2 separate regions of the Sus scrofa genome follow, and region 2 is linked to region 1. The links are chromatin contacts, called in public HiChIP or PLAC-seq maps. All regions are on one chromosome and are shown on one strand. Each heading gives the region's core, a stretch centred on a gene start, on an enhancer-like site or on the middle of the called end of the contact. The rest is flanking DNA. Distances are from core to core; before and after follow the strand shown. Region 1 holds the start of ZNF592 (zinc finger protein 592). Region 2 holds the start of FURIN (furin).

Evidence for each region. HiChIP or PLAC-seq counts read pairs in DNA pulled down with a chosen protein or histone mark.
Region 2: an H3K27ac HiChIP or PLAC-seq map of alveolar macrophages shows a contact between it and region 1. The contact joins the promoter of FURIN here to the promoter of ZNF592 in region 1. A contact is called at or near these places in 1 of 5 promoter capture datasets (liver) and 1 of 2 datasets of contacts at active chromatin or transcription factors (alveolar macrophages).

Annotation. Positions count from the first base shown.
Region 1 is chr7:52,792,330-52,796,305 of Sscrofa11.1, forward strand. It overlaps ZNF592 (zinc finger protein 592), which reads right to left and starts at 1,621. Exons shown (of 11, transcript XM_021098901.1): 1 at 1,515-1,621.
Region 2 is chr7:53,453,437-53,457,412 of Sscrofa11.1, forward strand. It overlaps FURIN (furin), which reads left to right and starts at 2,198. Exons shown (of 15, transcript XM_021098916.1): 1 at 2,198-2,625.

The DNA of each region.
Region 1 (3,976 bases), core at 371-2,870:
TATTACATATTTAATTTTATTGTCTCCCCCCACCCCAAGCCTCCAGGATGAAACTTCCACAAGGGCAGTTATTTTTGCTTGCTTTCTTCACAGTATCTAAAACAATGCCTGGCACATACTAGTTGACAAATATTTGTTGTTGAATGAAATTTCAAGATGATTTGCTTATTATTGGGCCTTCCCACAAGTCAATGAGCTCAATTAAGCTAAAACATGTCTTTTTGGTTTACCGCTGTACTCCCAAAACCTAGTCCAGTGCCTGGCACATAATAAGTGCTCAGTAAAATTTTGCTGAATGAATCAAAGCCACGACCAGTGGAAACATTGGAAAATGATCAAAATGTGTGTGCTAGCACCTTGCTTCCTGCTCTCTTTCACTGTGTAGTGTACCTATGAGTTTGAGGAAACAGATCCCTGAAATCCTACCAAGTACCCACCAGGCCAGGCATGTCCACATCCTGTATCCTTAGCCACACTCTACACACCAACAGATGCACCAGACAGCCCTTCCAGGAACACAGAGCTGAAGGCAAGTGGGCCAACCCTAAGCCAAATACCATCTTACCCCCAAGTCCCCTCCTCCAGTTCTATTCTAGACTAGTCCTGGGTGTTAGACATACTGCCCTGGGTGGGTCTGTGAATTTACTCCAATCCAGGCTTTTTAATGCCATCTCTGGCCTACGCAAAAGAAAAAATGGAGAAGAAAAAAAAAAAAAAAAGTTAAAAATCCCTGAGCAGTTCTGATAATCCTGGGGTTCTCAGAAGCAGGCACACCTCAGGTCGTACAGACCCCTCCCCCTCACACGCGCTGATCCAAGGCCAGGAGGCCATCTGTCCAGCAGACGCTCCCCGTCCTCCCTCGGGTCACATTGAGCCTCCCCCTCAGGTTGGCAGGAAAAGCCCCTGCAGAGACAACCTCCACCCTGATCAACAGGCCTGGTCACTCCCTGGGCCCCCAACTCCGGGGCAGGAATACCTGTCTGCTCCCGATGAAACCTCCCCCGGGGTCAGAACTTGGGCGGGGGGGGGCGAAGGGGAACGGAGGGGCGCCAAAAAAGGTCGATCCCCCAAGTGTCTACTCCGGGACGGCGACAGCTCTTCGGGCGGCCCAGACGGTCCGACTGACAGGACGCCCCAGCGGGGGAAAGTGGCACCGTTATCCGTGCCCGGGCAGGGGGCCGTGGGCCGACGCCGAGGGCGGCCGCCCGTCCCGCGCCAGGAGGACAGCAGCATGCCCGCCCAGCCGGGTAGCGGCGGGTCGGGGCGGCGGAAGGGGCAGGCGGCCCGTCGGCCGGGGGCGGGGTGGGGTGGCGGCCGGGGCCCGCCAGGCGGCGGTCGGGGGAAGTGGCTGCCGCCTCGGGCGGCGAGCAGGGTCCGCCTGGCTGCAGGGCCGGGCCTCGGCGCGGGCGCGGGCTCGGCCCCGGCTCCGCTCAGCCCCGGCTCAGGCTAGGGCGGCCTCGGCGGCGGCCCCGGCCCACAAGCCCCGCCCGGCCCGGCCCGCGGGGGGCGCTTACCTGGCGGCGGCGGCGGCTGCAGGCCCCGGGCTCGGCCGCGCGCGTCCCCAGCGCCGGCTGCGGGAGCCACAACATGGCGACGGCGGTGGCGGGCGGGGCTGCGGCTCCGGGGGCGGAGCGGGGGCGGGAGCCGGCCTGGCGGCGGGACCTGGCTGGGGCCGCGGGGGGGTGGGGGGAGGCGGAAGGCGACTCGGACCTGGGCGCCCGGCCCAGGGCGGTGTGGCTGAGCGGCTGCCCCAGCCCCAGTCTGGGCCCGGCCTCTCGCCTCTTGCCTTCGGCCTCCCGCCTCCCGTCCCGGGCGGGCTGCGCGGCACCGACCCGACGGCGGCGGGCGGGGCAGGGGAGGCACGGGGAAGAAATAGAACCCCAACCTCGCGGACCCGGGCCCGGCCCGCGGGCTCGCCTGCCTCTCCTGCCCAGCAGAGCACCCGGAGCGGTACCGGCCCAGCGGCCGCTCTCCGCGACTTGGGCCTCTCGTCCTCTGACGCGCCTCCCGGGCAGGGCCGAGGTCGGGGCCGAGGTCTCCCACTAGAGGGCCACGATCTGCCTACGCGGCTGTGTCGCCCTAGCGGAGGGCGAGCGCCTCAGGAGCTGAGACGGCGTCCTCTTCCCTCAGATCTGGCACTAGTGGAGCCTAGTAGGCAGCTATGTGAAAGGTAGCAGAGGGGGCATGGGCCTGGCGCTTACTAGGTGCGCCCTCAATGTTGGGTCATTGCTATATCTAGAGACCTGCACGAAGGCCCGGAGGAATGGAGCCTCTGGAGGAACCGTGAGACCCGCGGTGAACAGAGTTGAAGGCCTGGCAACGGGTGCCTCCCAGGGTATAGACGGCGAGACCTCCGAGTTACAGGGGAAGCTAGGACTGTGCAAGGTGAGAACGGAGAGGTGGGCAGATGGCCCAGAAGGTGACCAGCAGGACCTTCCAAGAGCCCAGCGTACCTGGAGACAGGCGGAATTAAGGCAACAGCCAGGTGATAGTGTGAGAACCCAGAGATGAGGCCCTGGTGTCTGGCAGTGAGCACCCACTGCCAACCGTGGAGAAGTGCGTCTGAAGAACGGGGAAGGACAGGCCAATCTTCAAGAGGGGTGGAACTTTCAGCCCGGTCCGACTGTGGGCCAGACTCTAAGCTGAGCTGAGCTCTTGAGTAGGGAGTAAGTGGTAGTGAAGCGCTGAAGGCAGTAAAAAGGGTGGTGGTTCTTTCCCGAAGTTTGGCAGGGAGAGGGGAAGAAAAGCAGGCCTTATGTATAGCTCCAGGGGTAGTTGGAGCAGAGGAGAAAGGTGATTTTTTTTTTCTTTTAAATTGAGGAGGTGCACTCAAAAGAGCTGATAGGGGAGAATAAAAAGATGAGAGAGAATAATTAATGGTGCATGATCTCATAAAAGGAAAACGAGATGGGGGGGTGCTAAGAAATCTGAGAAGAGGCACACTTCTTCCAACCAGGTTTAAAGGATACACAAAGATAGAAATAAATATTTTAGGGTGGGGAGGTATGCATACTCAGCCAGGCATGTTCCCATGGTTCAGTGACCTGGATGACCCCCAAAGTCAACCATAATCCTGCTGGGGTCACTGCCCTTTAAAACTTACATGTAGTTGGCTCTGGGAAACCCAAGATCTCTGCCAATATTTCCAAAGATTCATGGGGGAACTTGGAGTTCTCTAAATAATCACTGGCCCCAATTGCCCTTTTAGGAAATTTGTCACTATACCTTGGATACCACTCCATTTATTTTATTAAGATTTAATTTTATATTTTTAATGTTCTAGTGGTCTTAAGGTTGTCTTTTCTGGATTTTTTTTTTTTTGGTCTTTTTGACATTTCTTAGGCCACTCCGGTGGCATATGGAGATTCCCAGGATAGGGGTCGAATTGGAGCTGTAGCCACCGGCCTACACCAGAGCCACAGCAACCCAGGATCCAAGCCATGTCTGTAACCTACACCACAGCTCACAGCAACACCAGATCCTTAACCCACTGAGTGAGGCCAGGGATCAAACCTGCAACCTCCTGGTTCCTAGTCAGATTCGATAACCACTGAGCCACAACAGGAACTCCAGTTGTTAGGGGTTTTTTACCTTTTTTTTGGCTTTTCTAGGGCCGCACTAGTGGCACATGGAGGTTCCCAGGCTAGGGATCTAATTGGACCTGTAGTTGCTGGCCTACACCACAGCTACAGCAACGTGGGATGTGAGCTGTGTCTGTGACGTATACCACAGCTCACGGCATCACCGGATCCTTAACACTACCTAGCAAGGCCGGGGATCAAACCCGCAACCTCATGGTTCCTAGTCGGATTTGTTCACCACTGAGCAACAATGGGAATTCCCTGTCTTTTCTGGATTTTTAAACCACTCCATTTGTATTTCCCCAAAAGACAGCACCATGCTTGTGAAAACAAGCAAAATGCCCAGTGTTATGTGATTGTTAAATTATAGTTCATCTGTAATCTTTTTGGCTTTT
Region 2 (3,976 bases), core at 948-3,447, 660 kb after region 1:
CGGTTTGCTAGCATCATCCAACGGAAAAACTCTCCAAGGCTTCTCCTATGCTGGTGGACAGGCGCTCACTGGCTTCGTGGCGGGGACGCCTGAGCTCTATGTTCTCTATGTTCTCTATATCCCTGAAACTCCTTCCTTAGGTTAGCCTTGAGGCTCACAGTCGTTTTTGTTTTTTGTTTTTTGTTTTTCATTTTCTTTTTTTTTTTTTTTTAGTTATTTCCCCAATACAATTTTTTTTCCTACTGTCCAGCATGGTGACCCAGTTACACATACATGTACACATTCTTTTTTCTCACATTATCCTGCTCCATCATAAGTGACTAGACATACTTCCCAGGGCTACACAGCAGGATCTCATTGCTCATCCATTCCAAAGGCAATAGTCTGCATCTATTAACCCCAAGCTCCCCAATCCATCCCACTCCCTCCCCCTTCCCCTAGGCAACCACAAGTCTATTCTCCAAGTCCGTGATGTTCTTTTCTGTGGAAAGGTTCATTTGTGCCTTTTTTTCCTTTTCTTTTTCTGTACTACAATCACACACACATACATACCCACCAACCTCATTTATCTGGCATGGTCAAGAAATGGCTACTTCACGTGAGTAAATTTTCAAAATCATGCCTTTCAAGCATTAAACCTTTAAACAGGAATTCCCATCGTGGCTCAGTGGTTAACAAATCCGACTAGGAACTATGAGGTTGAGGGTTCAATCCCTGACCTTGTTCAGTGGGTTAAGGATCCAGCATTGCCGTGAGCTGTGGTGTAGGTTGCAGACACGGCTCGGATCCTGAGTTGCTGTGGCTGTGGCATAGGCCAGTGGCTACAGCTCTGATTAGACCCCTAGCCTGGAAACCTCCATATGCTGCGGGAGCGGCCCTAGAAAAGGCAAAAAGACAAAAAAAAAAAACCTTTAAACAATGAAATGCATTTTACAAACAGCTTTAGGAGTTCCTGTCGTGGCTCAGTGGTCATGAACCTGGCTAGTTTCCATAAGGATAAAGGTTTGATCCCTGGCCTTGCTCAGCGGGTTAAGGATCCCGCGTTGCTGTGAGATGTGGTGTAGGGGGCAGACGTGGTGGCTCAGATCTGGTGTGACTGTGGCTATGGTGTAGGCCAGCAGCTGCAGCTCTGATTGGACCCCTAGCCTGGGACCCTCCATATGATTCGGGTCCGGCCCTAAAAAGACATACCCACACACACAAAAAGAATTAAAAGCCACTTTATTGATGTATACTTGACACACTCTAAACTGCATGTATTTGAAGGGTATGACTTGATCTGTTTTGATGTTGGTGTGTACCCATGGAATCATCACCCCGTCGGGCTAATGAACACATCCATCACTCCTCATAGTCTCCCCCCTTCCCTGCCCTTCCTTCCCGGGCAACCTCTGAACCACTGATCTGCTTTCTAAATACATATTTAATGCAAAGCTGTCTCATCCACTTCCCCACCTCAGTAAACAGAGTGTGATCAACGTGATTGTTCCTTTTTTCTTTTTCTTTTTTTTTTTTGTCTTTTTGCCATTTCTTGGGCCGCTCCTGCGGCATATGGAGGTTCCTAGGCTAGGGGTCTAATCGGAGCTGTAGCTGCCAGCCTACGCCAGAACCACAACAACATGTGATCCGAGCCACGTCTGCAACCTACACCACAGCTCACGGCAACGCCAGATCCTTAACCCACTGAGCATAGCCAGGGACTAAACCTGCAACCTCATGGTTCCTAGTCGGATTCGTTAACCACTGAGCCACGACGGGAACTCCGATTGTTCCTTTTTTCAATTCAGCATTATCATTAATTTTCCTGAGCGCCACGTCCTCAGTCCTCAGAGGTCGTTGGAAATACAGAAGCTTGTTTGCCCTGAACACTAAATGGCCCCATTGTTGTGCTGCTATGCCAGGTGGTTTGGGCTTTGGAAGTTTTCGCCCTTGCTGTCGGCTGTTCAGCGCACAGTTCCCAGCAGACCATGCCTGTTGCCTTGAACCCTGGCACACCGACTTCCTCTTCTTATGCCACTCCCCGCCTACCCCCCTGCCCCGGCGTGTGGCAATGCCTGGGGACATGTTTGGTTGTCATAACCAGGGCGGGGGTTCTATTGGTCCCCAGTGTTTAGGGACCAGGGATGTTGCTAAACCTCCTCCCACGCACGGGACAGTTTCCACGAAAAGGAATAATCTGGCCCGAGATGGTAACAGTGCGGAGGTTGAGAAACGCTGCTCCGGATAACCAAATTGATTGTAAAATTCAACAGCCAGTCGTGTTAACAGACTTTTACTTTTCTACATCAGGAGGGAGAAGGAAGGGCAGAGCTCAGCTCATTGGATCTGCCAGGCCAGGAGGGAGGACGTAGCTTCAGGAAGCTCCTGGCATGTCTCGGGGATCACCTTCCAACCCTCCCAGAGGGGGCTCACTGCCTTCCTGAGGACAAGCTCTAAGAAACTCAGCTTGAGGCCCCAGGGCCCAGCATTCAGCAGGTGCTCAATGAATGTCTGCATGAGTAGACTACACCCAAAGTGCCCATTAGGTACCCAGGTGTGGGTAGTACAGGCTGGGCACTGACACCGAGCCGGCGAAAGGGAACCACTGAACCGACCATTGACTTGGGGCTTCAGCAGAGCGAGCAGGTAAGTGCAGACCCAGCCCACTAATTGGGAAAAGGAGAAGGGCTGGCCATGCTGGGATCCCCGTTCCCACCGCATCCCTTCTAGCTCCTCCCCCCACCCACAGACACTCTGTCCTATAAAGGAGGTTTTTCTCAAAGTGGTTTAGCCAGAACTGGAAGGACCTTGTCCTGTGATGGGATAGGAGGAGCCTGACTGTTGCCCCAACAGCATTCACCATGGACCTCAGGTGTTCTGGAGCTAGATGGTGAAGTATGGGCGTGCTTTATTCAGTTGTGCATGACTTAAAAGTTTAGTTTGCTTCTTCTAAGTTGCCGAAATTCCTGAGAACTCAGGTAAGCAAAAAGAAGACAACAAAAAAGCTCTCAAATCCTACCCTTTTAGAGAAAACACCAGTTAAATGTGGTTGTCTGCCCTTCTATGTAGGGATGGATGTGGTGTAGACATTTTGATTAAAACCAGGTGTGGGTGACGCTGCCAAGGCTTTGTTTGAGGGGCCTGAGAGCAAGGAAGAGATTTTGAGAGAAGGGGACCCACAGAGCACGCCAAGGAGCAATGGGGGCACCTGGGGTGAGGGTGACCGAGTGGATTTTACCACGGGACAACCGATGCTCTTGGGAGACTCCCAGATTAACCCAAATCCAAACATAAACGGAGGCCTCGCTGGCTAGACCCTTCCCCCTCCTCTGGACCCCTGCCAGGAAGGTGGGAACCTCTTCCCAGCCCCTTCCTCCCTCAGGCCCTTCCCATCAGGCCCTGCTCCAAGCCATAGGGCATCCCCAACTCTGTTGCCAGGCTTCTGTCACGTGGCGCCGCACTGCCCATTAACTGCTGTGTAAAACTGATAACTGTGATCCAGAGGTTTCTGGACTCCTGGAGCCCCAAGTCAAAGGCTCAGTTTAGCTCCCTCTGGCCTTAAGGCCTCAGATAAATGGTCGGGAGCGATAAAGAGAACAAAACCTGCCAACAGGACTTGTTCCAGGAGATAAAAGGAGCAGTTACCAGCTGTGGCAAGCTAGGATTTCCTCCAGACGCCCATTCTCAAGAAGAGCGGCTTCCAGGGGAGTTCCCTTGTGGCATAGTGGGTAAAGGATCTAGCAAGTCATTGCTGTGGCTCAGGTTTGCTCCCTGGCTCCGGGCACAGTCAAAAAAAAAAAAAAAAAAAAGAGTGGCTTCTACATTCTTTTTAAGGACAGAAGTGTTGTAAACTACAAGTGTATGTGGAAGCCTGAACTGGGAGCGGGGCTGAGGTGGAGCCACTCAGGGCAGGCAAGGACGGGCGCCCACTCGCTCAGACCTCTCCTCTCTCTTTGCTCCTCCCCTCGTGATGCACCTCTGAGCAACACAGTTTAGA